Linked DNA regions of Neogale vison: region 1 is linked to region 2. Evidence: chromatin contacts called from public Hi-C data. All regions are on one chromosome and are shown on one strand. Each heading gives the region's core, a stretch centred on a gene start, on an enhancer-like site or on the middle of the called end of the contact. The rest is flanking DNA. Distances are from core to core; before and after follow the strand shown.

Region 1 (6,514 bases), core at 1,000-3,499, 190 kb before region 2:
GAGAAGTACTATATCTTTCCCAAGGTCACAGAGCTAACAGAGTGGTATGCTGTTCTGTTCAACTCCAAAAGCCAAATCTCAGACTCTTAAATTCTTTCTAATCCATACATTTCCCTAAACTTTGCCTATCTTTACAGAGTCTCCCAGAAATAAAGAGCCATAAGAGATCCTGTCATTTTACGCAGGATGTACTTTTTTATCCAGGCTTGTCAGAGTGCCTTATGCTTCAGCCAAGCATCAAGGCTCTTTTAAACTTCTAAACTCAAGCTTCAGAACCACAGAAATGCTAATCCCCACCCTCAAATCTTGACTCTCTTCTACTATTTCCTCTACAAGCATGGGCTACACATAAGTTCAGTCTTATGGAGAATAGGAATGGTTAAAAACTCTTAATCAAAGGGTCACAAAATCAACTTTGAGCTAAGCAAGAGATGACAGGCTTGCGTTTTAGGTTGAATACTAAATATTACCTAGTAAGATATTGGAAACGTGTATTTAGAGGCTGCTTAGGGACAAAGGATGACTGTCACCACGGAGTAGGAGCCAGAGTTGGCATTAAATAATTTTAATTTGACGGGAGGTCAGGGGAATTTGAATTAGGGCAGAATTTGAAGATTTTTCAGAATTTGAATTCTGAGAGCAGAAGTTGAAGTGACTATCATAGCCAATTACAGAAGAAAGTGTGGAGCCAGTATAGATGTTACATTACTGGTAACGGGAGGAGAGATTTTAAACAGAACTGAAACTTAGTGTCACCCTCTGGGAGCTGTGAGCCAAAGATCGAACAAGTCCTAGGCATTAGGGATCCGAAAGTCCGGGTGGGCTACGGTGCCTAGGCTCGGGTCTATTACACGGGAGACTTCGGAACTTCGCCTTCCCCCACGCCCACCCCGCTCCGCCTTACCTTCTGTTGGATGTAGTGAACCGAATAATTCTTGGCAACAGTACGGCGGAATGTGGAACTGGCTGACCAGCGCAGGCTGCTGAGGGCCTTCATGGCCGGCGGTACATGGAAGGCGGCCCCGGGCGTCAGGATAGCCAAGAGCAGGAGCAGGACGGTGGGAAGCCCCATGCCTCAGGCTGGCGGCTGCAGTGCGGGTGGGAGCAAGACCGGTAGATGCAGCGGGCTAGAGCCAAGCCCAACCACAGCTCCGCCCACCGCAGATAAGCTCCTCCCCGCTGTAACCCAAAGCCACTCACCCCGCGGCAACACCGCCCACACCTGGTCACCCAAACCATACCGCCCCCGAACCCGAGGGCGCGGCAACTTTTCTTGTTCGTCTCGTGCAGGCCCCTCTAGAGTCCAGCCTCATCGCGGTTACAACCCAAGCCGACCTTTACCATCCTTGGACTTCCTCCTACCTGACCGCCAGAATCCCATCCTTTCCTAGAGCGCTCCACAGATCCACCTTTCCGGCTGTTCCCTGCCGGCCTCAATTCCATTGCCACACCCCTTGCCCTCCGCAAACCCATATGATAATAATAATAGCTACCATGACAATTTCTTGAGCGTTCTCTAAGGTCCCTATACCGCTAGGCATAACGGCACACACACCAACTCATTTAACGTAAGCATCAGTGTGTCGTGTATGATCGCCCCTCCCATTAACTGATGAGGAAACTGAGGCCCCAAGACAGGTGTAGAGACTTACACTGCGTCACTCCGCAGACCGCTCGGTCTGGCTCCTTGCACCCCACTTCCATTAAGTCAGTCAACCACCTCCTGTGGTACTCTGTTCATGGGTCACCCCAAAACTCCATGTTGCCCACATAACCCATCCCTTAACTGGAGGCGCCGGGGCCCACATAGCCCCGAGTCAAGTTACGTCCTGGTCCCTTCTTCCAGGATACGCCCCCTTTCTTCTCCCGGCTCGGGATAGCCCCATTCAGGTCCCGCTTCCTCACCCCCTTCCGTCTTCACCGCGCCACCAACCCCTTTACTCAGCTTCCACTCCTCCTTCCAGTGACCCCGCTGAGCCCCGACTGGAGGGGTGCTACCACCACCTCCTGGGATCCCTATACGACCCCCAAAACCAACTTTATAGACTACACCACGACTCCACTAGTCAGAGAAGAACATTCGCCAAACCCTGTCTCTACCCAGAGTTTGACGAAAATGGTCGTTCCCAAAAACTCACAGAACGCAGTGTTCAATCTCCACCCTCGGCGGCGCCTTCTTCTGATTGGCTGGGAGGAACTACTGCCAAAGCGTCACTTCCGGCGGAAAAGGACGCGGGAGATTCGATTGGAAGGCGCCTGGCTGGTCGCTGAGCCCTGGGGTCTGCACCACCGAGCGTTGCCCGGGCAGGTTCCGTCCTCTGCTTCAGGTAAGAAACTATGGGAAGAGATTCTCGGGACGCGCAAAGGGCGAGACTCCTAACGAGGTCCTCAATGTCGTTATAAATGAAAATTAGAACATTCTATGTTATTTTTTTCAGGAGTTAGTCTTTTCTGTAAAAGGTTTCTGAGAGTAAAGAGAAAAAGGTCAGTCATTTAAATTTTAGGCACTGCTGTGGATAAGAGTTCAACTAGCGTTTACTCAACATTTACTAAGCCATCGAGCTAGATGTGGGTGAGCGTCTGGAACCGGTAATACAAAGAGGGAAAGTACTACTCCTGCTTTGGGGGTGCTCAGAATTAAGAGATTTTGCGGGCTATGCCGAGTAATGCGTGCTGAAAAGGGTCTTTTTCTTTCTTTCTTTCTTTCTTTCTTTTTAAGATTTTACATATTTATTAGAGAGAGATAGTGAGAGAGAGCACAAGAGTGGGGCGAAGGGCAGAGGGAGAAGCAGGCTTCCCGCCAAGGAGGTAGCCCAGTGCGGGACTCGATACCAGGACTCTTGGGATTCTGACCTGAGCCCAACGGAGACGCTTAACCGACTGAGCCACCCGGGTGCCGGAAAATGGGTCTTTTCAAACTGCTTTGATGGTCTAGAGGGAAAAGTGCTTATCAGTGTGCTCAAACCGGAAATTTAAGAGTTTTCAAGATTCCTTCCTTGTCTCATATTCGGCTTATCTCTCAGATGCATACAATTAACACCAAGACTGCTACATAGGTAGGCGTCTAGCCTCCCAGCGGCTCTTACTTCAATGGTGTTATTTTCCAATCCAGTCTCCGCTTTGCCAGGCTGTAAGATAAGTCGCAGACCTGATCAGGGCACCCCTCCCCCACTCCATTTAAAACCTTTGTTGCCTCCTATTTGCCCTCAGGTTTAAGTCTAAATCCTTCACATATTTTACAGGGCCTTTCTCATCTAGCTTTTGCCCACCTCTGAGCTTTGTTTCTCACCACTCTAGCCCTATGCTCCAGCCCTGTGGAAGGAACGTCTTTTCAATTCCTCAAATGCATCAACTCACCTCACCTCCAGACCTAACCCCATCCCCACCTTGGCCAATTTTTACTCCTTTCTTAACCTGTATTTTATTAAGTCAGGAAGCCTTTCCTGACCTTGCAAGACTGGGTCATTTGGTACCCAGTAGTTATTCATTCTGCAGATAGTTTTAAGTGTCTTCCTTTGCCAAGAGTTACTAGGTACTGGTATTAAAATGGTGAACAAGTTAGATTGCTCACCAAATACAACTTAGACCTTTGATGGATGGAGTTAAGGATAATGGGAAACTGAGTTAGGCTGGTTTGGGATGGCCTTTCTGAGGTCTTAAAACACAAAATTCAGCCAAGTAAATTTGAAGATCTATTCAGCTTTATTAAATGATTCAGGTAGCATCTTAGTAGCAAGTAGAAGGGTGTTCCGGGAGGGTTGTACAAAATAGGTTTTTATGGGAAAGAGGGTAGGGCTAGAAAGTTTTTAGCAAAAGAAAGGATTGTTCCAAGCAAGGTCACTCTCCCTGCTGGTGGGGGAGCCGGAAGTCTTACCATGCTGATTACCTTTGATAAAATGGAGGGAGCCCTTGTTGGCTTTGATCCGGAAAACCCGTAACTGACCAGTTAAGACTATTGTTTCTGCGGAAAGGTTGAAAACTGCAATTAGGTTAGGTATTAAACATCGATTTGGGGACCCTGCCTAAATGGACTCGATTTGGGGTCTGTGGTTTTCTTTTTAACAGAGGAGTTGACTCTTAGAGTAAGGCCTAAAAGATGAAAATGATCCAGCCATGCACTAGAAGGAAGAACATTCCAGAATGAATAGGTTGTGCAAAGGCCCTAAGGTAGAAAAGAGCTTGGCACCTTAGTGTTGAAGAACATAAGGAAAGACCGGTGCTGCTTGAAATGTGTTCAGAAAGGACAAGTGGTGAAATGGGCCTTGAGAGATGAGCGCCGACCAGATCATGCAGTTAAGAGGCTATTGCAGCAGCAGAAGTAATAGGTGATGGTGGTTTGAATTAAGGTGGTGACAGAATATATGGGGGGAAGTGGATGGTGGTTTTTAGATATGGATATAGATCCGAGGACATACAGATGGGTATAATGTGGGATTTGAGGGAAAAGGGAATGAAAGATGATTCCTAGGTAACTGACCTGACTTAACTGATTGGAGAGTAGTGCCATTTGCTGAGATGGAGAAAACTGTAAAAAAAGAATGTGGTGTCTGTCTGATCAGATTGGGACCTCCAGATGTGGGGCAATGATCCGTTGGAAATGGGTAGCACAGGCAGTGAAAGAATTCACCCAAGACAGCACAAAGGAGATAGTTTATTGAATATACCACAAACCAATGGCAGGCAGGACAGCAAAGAAGAGACGTCCGCCACAAGAAAGTGGGGCTGTTATCTCAAGGAGGAAGGTGAAGAGGTATGGAGACATACAGAATTTTTTCTTTTTGGTACTTTGGTACTTTGGAACTTTTTGGTAACTGTTCCTGGTTGTAAGTAGCCTATTGGTCTGTTAGGGGTAACTGTTCCTGGTTGTAAGTAGCCCATTGGTCTGTTAGGGACGATGGATATTTTGAGGTAGGTCACCTGATAGGCTTGACTGTATTCAGCCAGGTGGTCACTGGACTCTCTTGCCTTGCTGTACATACCTCTGCTCAAGCCTGTTGTCTAAAAGTAGTTTTTACAAAGAAGTTTAAGAGGAAACTAAGAATTCAAGTTTTTTACCTATTAAAACTTGAAATATCTATGAGAAGTCAAAATAGTTGGCTCTCCATAACTGTCCCCTGGGTGTGGAAGTCTGGAGCTTGCAGATATTGTATGTACCTTTGTGTTACTTCCTTAGTAGTTACACACTGTCTTTAGCCAACAGTTTATAAGTGTCTTGAACACAAAAGCCTGTGTTTTTTTGTTTGTAACTCTTTCCTCCTCCCCATCCCTAAAATAGTATTACATTTACCACAAATTGAATAGACAAACTGTTGTACTCACTAAGAATTTCTTGGGTGGTTCTTGGATTTTTTGTTATTGTTGTTAGGGTTTATTTTGTTTTGTTTTAAATAGGCTCCACACCCAACATGAGGCTTGAACTCATGACCCTCAGATTAAGAGTCACATGCTCTACAGACTGAGCCAGACAGCAGCCTCTTCTTGGGTAGTGTTTTTAAAGTATTTTTCACCAATATTTCTCCAAATAAAAGAGGTTTTGTTTTTTAGTTGTTTAGTTTTCTGTCTCCTGCCTTCTCATCCCTTTCCAGAATTTTCATGTTAATGTCAGTAAATCATTTATCAAGGACTTGTTTTGACTACTTTTAGAAAAATTAGACAAGTATGCACCCTCAAGGGTGACCATTAGATAGTTTTAAGTGAATAACTTAAAATAGCTGAGGCCTCTTGGCCCTGTGTAATATGAAACAGGAGATCTGAAAGCAACAATGTGACAGATTTTCTTGCACAGCAAGAGCAGTTTTGGAAGTATAGAGGCTGCCCCAAGATGGGGCACTCTGTCATGAAGATTATTTTGAGTTAAAAAGCAATCAAAACCCAGAAGATTCAAGAAGAGCCCTTTAGTTCCCCCCATAACTGCCTAAAAAGAATGTAGATAGAGGACCTCATCCAAGATGAGAGCTATCTCCACATTATGATACATAGTAAGGTATGGTAGAAAGGAGAAACCTAGCAAGGCCTGTTTGAGCAAAGTTCTCTCTTTTTCCCATTGTTTCTGAGTGGCCCAGCAAACATTTGTTTGCCAAACATTGACCCTTTTAAATTTTTTTCTGAGGATTGCGTGCCTTCTTGAGGAAGTCCTGGACCCCTACCCACTTGTACTTACTTAGTTCAGGGTAACATATGTACCTCATTTGCCTGACCGTCTTTGGAATTTTCAGGATTGTGTGAATTCCCTCTATACACATGCTGTTAAATTTGATTTTCTTGTTAATCTGTCTCCTGTCATTTTGATTCTTATTGCAGCTAAAATCACCTTGAAGAGGACAGGAATTCATGTCCTCAACAATGTTAAACAATTAAATTTTTCTTCATGATCTAACATTTAATAAGAATTATTCTAGTCTAGCCCAAAGGAGAAAAAATTATGTCACTGTATGTGCATATAGGGGCATGGTTTTGTTTTTGTTTTTAAGATTTTATTTATTTGAGAGAGAGCGCAAGAGCAAGTGAGACTGAG
Region 2 (7,037 bases), core at 546-3,045:
CCAGGACCCTGGGATCATGTCCTGAGCCGAAGGCAGAGACTTTAACCCACTGAGCCACCCAGGTGCCCTAAAGATAGACAGCTTTTATAACTCAAAGTTTAGTAACTATATTCGCCTTTAAAATTACAAGGAAAACTATTGGAGGATTACTTCACCTCCACATTTCCCTCCAGAAAACAGGAACTTTGAAAGTTCCTTTAACTGTGTCTATGACATCTAAATAGCCACAAGCGCTCATTTGGGTGGTTGGGTCTTGATCTCATCTCAGGTATTAAAACCAGGGTGGTGAGTTCAGGTCCCTGGCTCCAGGGGGGGAGGGCTAGAGTCTACTTAAATAAACAAATATCACCACTAACTGTGGTATGAAATTACTGAAATCCATAAAACCTATTCAACAATATTTCTTAGCTTCAAACGAGAAAAGACCACTCGCTTCCCCAGGTTTTTACTTCTCATTCATATGAGGTATCACATGCAAGCTCATTATCATGTCAAACAGTCTTGTGCATTTTAAGTATGTGTAGTTTACAGTATATTATACCTCAATAAAGTTGCTTTAAAAAACTCAAAGCCAAACAAAAATGAGACATGAAAATGTTTCTTTATATGCGACAAATAAAGGAATTCATTAAGGGCGGTTTCTACGAGGGAACAAATTATCTCTGCAGAGCCTAGTAGTCAAAGGAGGACAATCGTGAAGCAAATTTTATGTAATTAATACCTTTATTTTTTTTTTAGACTACATCAAAACAAAACAAAACAAAACAAAACACACCCTCTCAGTTTGTCGTGCTATGATGAAGCTCCACGGCGGAACTATTGAATGCTTTGTTTCGAGACCATCATTACCAGCCTCCAAACAGGATTTTAAAGGTCTAGTAAGACACTTGCAAGAAAAATGTGTATTTTTTTCCCTGCGTGCCCCAAATAGCGTATTCTTAGGCTGTTTCGAAAGTGAAGCCCGAGAGAGAGAAGCTATCAGGCTCGAGGCTGGATGTGGCCATTGTGAACAACCCTTCCTACAAATCTGGGCAGGCTCCCCCAGATCGCCAAATCCCTAGGGAAAAGCCTTTTGCACACAACCTCTTAAATAAAAGCATTTTCCTAGGGATTCGACTCAAGAAAGCCGGCCTAGATGTTTTTGTTTGTGGGAAGCACTGTGCTGGAGTCCATTTCCAACGACTCTTCCTCAGGTCGGGGGTAATTCAGCATCTCATTCCGGGTCTCGGCTCCGGGAGTGACAATCTGCCCCGCAGCTGGACCCTCCCTGGCTCTCGCAATGAGAAGCACCTGAATCACAAGCAGCGAGGAAGGGTGAGGCGGGCTGAAAACCTTGGTTCCCCTCGGCCCCCACTGCTGGGCCGCGGACGCCGGGCAGGAGGGAGGTAGGACGATTGACGGAATTGCTCAGTGGCTAGAGGATTGAGGAGGGAGGGACGAAGACGGGGAACGGCTGAGCTTTTCCCTTAAACTGGTAGGGTTGGGCCACGGGAACAGCCTTCCCCAAGCCTATTGGCCTCCCTGAATGGGTTGTTATGGTAACAAATGACCGAACAGTCTCTTATGAATCGGCCAATGAGAGGGGCCGTCTTTTTTACCGCACCTCTGAACAGGAGGTGTTGCGAAAGCCCGGGTAGGGCCTGTAGAAGAAGGCGGTACCAGGACGTCCTGCGGAAGGCCCGAAGGCGGGCCTTGTGACGTTGCTGGCTGAGCCAATCACGCCTGGCGTTTCCAACGGCCCCGCCCTTTTACCGCACATTTCCCCTCCCCTTGCTCATTTCGCACGACGCAGCGGTTGGGAACACAGACATTTTCGGAGCTGGAGCCGCCACTACCGCCGCCATTTTGTGTCTGTGGAGAAAGAAGCGTCTGTGGCGGCTGGAAGTGGACGGAGATCACCCTTGAGACGGCGGCGTTTCATACCCGAGGTTCCCCCTGTGTCGTCCCCCAACCCCCCTCCGCGGTCAGCATGTGGTGAAGCCGGAGCCGCGAGAGACCCGGGGAGAGGAAGAGGAGTCGGAAGGGAGGCGGGGTGTCGAGAGCGGCTTCAGCTTCAGCTGCGGCGGACCTCGGAGGGGGGCCGCGGCGCAATGTCAGAGCAGACGCCGGCCGAGGCCGGTACTGCGGGGGCCCGGGAGGACGCCTGTCGGGATTATCAATCATCACTCGAAGACCTGACCTTCAATAGCAAACCGCACATCAATATGCTGACCATTCTAGCCGAGGAGAACCTGCCCTTCGCCAAGGAGATCGTCTCTCTCATCGAGGCCCAAACCGCCAAGGTTTTTATACACCCCGCAGCCTCCTATTCTTCTAATACTCCCTGATTTTAGTGTCAGCCTCATCCCAGGTCTCGCTTCCATCCAAAGGGGGACAGTGTTCCTCCTCTCCAACCCTCCACCTCCAACTCAGGCTCGGTCTTTGGCCCAGGCTTCGAGCGTGGGCCTCTCTCGTGGGGGAGGGAGTGGGGAGGATAAAGGGTGGAGTCCCACTTCCGCTTACCAACTCCCTATTTAGGCCACCGCATTGTATATCCCGACACTCACGCTTTGAATAGAGCCCTTTGGGGAGGGGGAGACTTAAAAGGCAGTTTGTGGTGTGGGGAAGTAAGAGTTAAAACCATTTTAAACCCCCGGGAGGGTGGGGTGGTGGGTCTCCTATTCCCAGTCCTCCCCCCTACCCCCCCCCCGTACCCTTTTGGGTAATTGTGCTCTGTGGGTTGGAAGGAGGTGAAGGGGGACCTGGGAGCGAGCTGTTGGTGGGTGGGAATAGGGAATTGGCCCCGAGTGGAGCAGCCGCCTGTTAGGAGCCCAACATGGCGCCTGAAAAGCACATGATGCGAAAGGGAAGAGAGGAGAATCCATTCCCTGCCAGCCAGGCAGCTGCTCACACCCGTCAGCCCCGTTTTGGGGTGGGGGCGGCTAGATGTAAATTGTATTCTCCTATCGGAGGGTCTAATTTGCCCCAAAATACGGGAAATGGGGGTGAGGGTGGGGTTTGGGTGGGGGGAGGAGATCTTATCCAACCTGTAGGTGGAGAACTGGCCCAGTGGGTAACACGTAACTTGTAGTTTTTTTTGAAAAGTTCAGTCCCTCCTCCTCTTCCTTTTCTCTTTTCCTCCCTTCCCTGATAGTGAAGACGTGCTTTTCTTCACCCCTTGACAGAAGTGGTCCTCTGCCACCCTTTATTTCCCTGTAGTCCTCCTCTTCTGTGGATTCATGTGGGAGCGATATGTCATTTAAGTTACTGTTAAACTTAGTTACCATAATGAGTTTTAATAGCTTCCCAGTATTACGTTCTAAGTTATTTTTCAAGCTTGTACTTACGGTTTAGTTTTTTCTAGTTGTTAGTGATTGAAATTAACAGGATGAGCCTCCTTTTAGCAGAGTGAACCCCTTTTAAAAGGCCACTTTAACAACAACCACCAATATATTGTTTAGAGGCGGTTTCTGTCTAGTGTACAACTGAGTGGTCTGACTCTAATAAATGGTTTTGAAATGTGTGACTGGTATTATAAAATTTGTGAATAAAACATATAAAATATGTACTTGTCTTTTTTATTTACCTTTGTAAGGTGTAGAATCTGTTTCCAAGAACTTATTTTTATCTACGTGGTTGTGTGTTTTAAACAAAAGTCTTTAAGTGACTTGGGTTCATTCTTTAGGTTCCATCCACTCTTTTGGGTAAATCTGTTCACAAGATACACGGTTTCAGGTGGTCCTTTCATTCCTTAATTTAAAGAGGACAAAAAGTAAAGGTTATTTGTTTTGTTTTTAAGGGCCCAACAAGTTTGTCATGCTCAGTCTGACAGCTAAAATACAAGTCTTCATTCACCTTTTCCTGTGAATGTCTGAAACAGCTATTGTTCTTTTTTTTAAAGTATGAGACTTAAGAAGGAAGCATTCCTCATACTCAACATCCTTTTTATTGATACCACAAACATGTTGGACGTGAAGACTTAGTTTCTGCCTTGTTGAAGGCTTAACTTGACATTGAATGCCTTTTTAAAAAGAAACTGCACTTTAAAAAAAAATAACATTGATTAAAAAAATCTAATTACCTAGTATCTTCGGGATTACTAATATCCACAGAGCCTAATATTTAGCAGTTTAGATTGTCACTCCACAGTTTCCTTGCTGGTTTTTAATGGATCCTGAAGACCTTCGAGAAGTGAAAACTAAATGCTGACTATAGTGACCACATTAAAATTTGTATTTGTGTATGGCTACACAGAGTGGTGAAAATAGATGGACTATTTGCTGATAAAAGCTGAATTTATTTTTTATTTTTTTAATTTTTTTTTGGCACACGTTTCCTGGTTATTTTTGGAAAGCCAGGTTGAGGAAAAGATGTAAAAGTCACCGGGGAAATAATCAGGGTTGGGATTGAGGGTGAGGGGAGGGATTTTCTGTCATTTGGTAGCAAACTGGCTTGGTTTTGTGTTTTCTGGAGGCGAATGTTTGTGTCCTTATTCTCTTAGCGTCTCAGCGTTACTAAACTTAAGGATTCACACCTAATTTAACTCTTCCCATGAGGCAGTAGTAGTGAAAAAAAATTACATACAGGATTCACTTGTACAATAAAAAATTAGCCTACTGAACAGATTTTGGTTTTAAAGAGAGCCTGTCTTCATAAGTACAACAATGACTAAAATGGTGTAAAACATAACATGGTAAGAAAAAGACACAGCAATAAAGCATTTGACATGTTGATATTTACTAGTTGACCCACATGCAGTGGCCTTGTGAACCCTTTAATTAGAAAGGACCGTAAAGAAATTTTTCATACAGAGCTATTCGAGGGTTTCCTTGGCCAACTTTGTAAAGGTGTTATCAGAAGCAAGAGCACTTCCACACACTTGTATGGGCAATTGGTTTTGTGAAATAATGGCATTGTGTACTGCAGAACTGTGAGCCTACCCTAGCTACAGGTAGCTATGGGTAAGTTTTGTTCAGGGTTAAGATTCCAATACACATGGGATGGATAAATGGGGATGACTTTTTTTGTTTTTGTTTTTAAATCATGGGTGCTCCTATGGAGCTGGAGTTAACACTTAGTTTATATGGTGTGTCTTAATGCTCCTCAAGTCTGTGAACCTGCTGATGCTTTCTGGAAATTTGCTGTACATTCTAAAAGCCAGTGCTGGGTAGGCATTGCAGTTGAACTGGGGCAACATTGCTTTGCTTTGGAAAGGGCTACCTGTATCAGCATCACTACACTGGCTTTGCACAAATTTAGAAACTCTGGTTTGTGCATGTCAGAGGAAAAATATTTCGACGGAGAGTCCATGCTGTGAAGAAAATCTTCAGGACAAAACCTGGTTTCCAGAGTCAAGTTCGACCTGATTTACATGACTCAGCAGCTGCTCCATCCAGTTTTTCTTGTATCAGTAACAACTTGCACCTTCCTGCATGTTCATGTGCAAGAGTGTTTTTTGCCATTAACTTCATATGTGAAGTGTACTTAATTTCTTTGTTCATTGGATTATAGAGAAGTAATCCTAATGATTTTACAGGTAACAAAAGTATGATAGACTTTAACATATAAAATATGCCTATGGAAATTAGGGTTTCTGCCAGAAGTCTGGAAACTTCATTGAGTCTATGCACACTATAATAAGTTAATGTCACAAAAACTTACACTTGGGTTACAGAAAATACCCCTATTACCCTGTGGTCACTTAAAACACAGGTTTTGTTTTTGTTTTTGTTTTACCATATGAACCTGACATTCCATTGAATGTTAAATGTATTAAAGGTTACAGTTTTTCTTGTAGTTCTGAGCTTACTTTATATGCTCAACTAAAGATCATTGTAAGAGATGAGAACTTGGTTGAACATTTAAGTTTCATAAAGGTTAATTCAAAAGTATTTAGGGTCAATGAAAATGGAATTCTCTGTATTGTAGGTTTGAAATCTCACTTTTAAAAGTAATTCTATGGTGTGGTGACAATTCGTTATACTAAACTTCTCAGTTTCTTTTTATCACTTCAGGCTCCTTCCTCAGAGAAGCTTCCTGTTATGTACCTTATGGATTCTATCGTGAAAAACGTTGGAAGAGAGTATCTCACTGCCTTTACTAAAAATCTAGTTGCAACATTTATTTGTGTGTTTGAAAAGGTATATATGCATTTAGAAACATTTGAATTTTTTAAAAAAATGTGTTCCTGATGAAATAAATACTGTCTTTGTGTTGGGTTTTCTTGGGTGGTGAAATGTTTTGTTCTTTTGGATCTTTATCAAGGACCATTCTAAAGTTAGTGTTTTATGTAGATTTTTAAAGCAGGTTCTAGGAGTTTTACATTGTCCATTCAAGAATAGATGGGTTTGCTTTTAGAATTTGTTTTGTTTTGTTTTTAATTGTGTTTGTTCATTTGATTGAAGATCTGTTCCATCACTAGGAGTGGGCAAAAAGATCTGAAGCTGTCAAGAGTACTTCACATGTCATTGTTTAGGTTTCTGGTGTTAGGATGTTGACTATTCCTATCAGAAAAAGAAAAGCATAATTTTCCAGTGTGTCTCAACCTTTGATTGGTGCCTGAAACTTCTGTGATTTTTTTTTTTCTTCCTAGAAATGTTTTCTCTTGTTTCTTTGTTCAAGTATGTTTTATGTGAATGTTCTAGGTATGTGTGAATGGTGGGCTAGTTAATTGCTTCAGGTTATTTTGGAAATACTTTTAACTCTCACTTAGTGTTTAGAAGAAAGGCTTGTTAGTTTCTATACCTAGAGATGGCAGATTCCTTGCATAACATTGTATCTGATAGTTTTGTTAATAGAGGCAAGGGATTTGCTGGAGTAATCAGTTCTCTTCCTGGAAGGCTTTATCTTTAGCACTGACATTTATAAGCAATTTAGTTTTAAGTATGTTTCCTAACAAAAAATTGATAGTTCTTTTATTAGCTGCATCTGCTGTGTTTGGAGAACTCTTAGTTGTCAGACTTGGGGAACTGGGATTATCTTGAACTATTATGAGATTTTACTTGTTTGTAAGAACAGAAAATGTGTAGCTGCTACTTGGAGTAATTTTTTTTTTTAAG

The links. Hi-C and Micro-C count contacts between places; a contact is called where the count stands out from the background.
Region 1: a Hi-C map of fibroblasts shows a contact between it and region 2, with 4 times the contacts expected there. The contact joins the promoter of DDIAS here to the promoter of PCF11 in region 2. A contact is called at or near these places in 2 of 3 Hi-C or Micro-C datasets (fibroblasts and muscle).

The regions. Positions count from the first base shown.
Region 1 is chr7:140,983,542-140,990,055 of ASM_NN_V1, reverse strand. DDIAS (DNA damage-induced apoptosis suppressor protein) reads left to right here and starts at 2,249. Exons shown (of 7, transcript XR_006385653.1): 1 at 2,249-2,327. LOC122912538 (lysosomal Pro-X carboxypeptidase) reads right to left here and starts at 2,178. Exons shown (of 10, transcript XM_044258438.1): 1 at 2,139-2,178; 2 at 905-1,087. The coding sequence starts at 1,072.
Region 2 is chr7:140,794,852-140,801,888 of ASM_NN_V1, reverse strand. PCF11 (pre-mRNA cleavage complex 2 protein Pcf11) reads left to right here and starts at 1,795. Exons shown (of 16, transcript XM_044258428.1): 1 at 1,795-2,282; 2 at 5,994-6,119. The coding sequence starts at 2,091.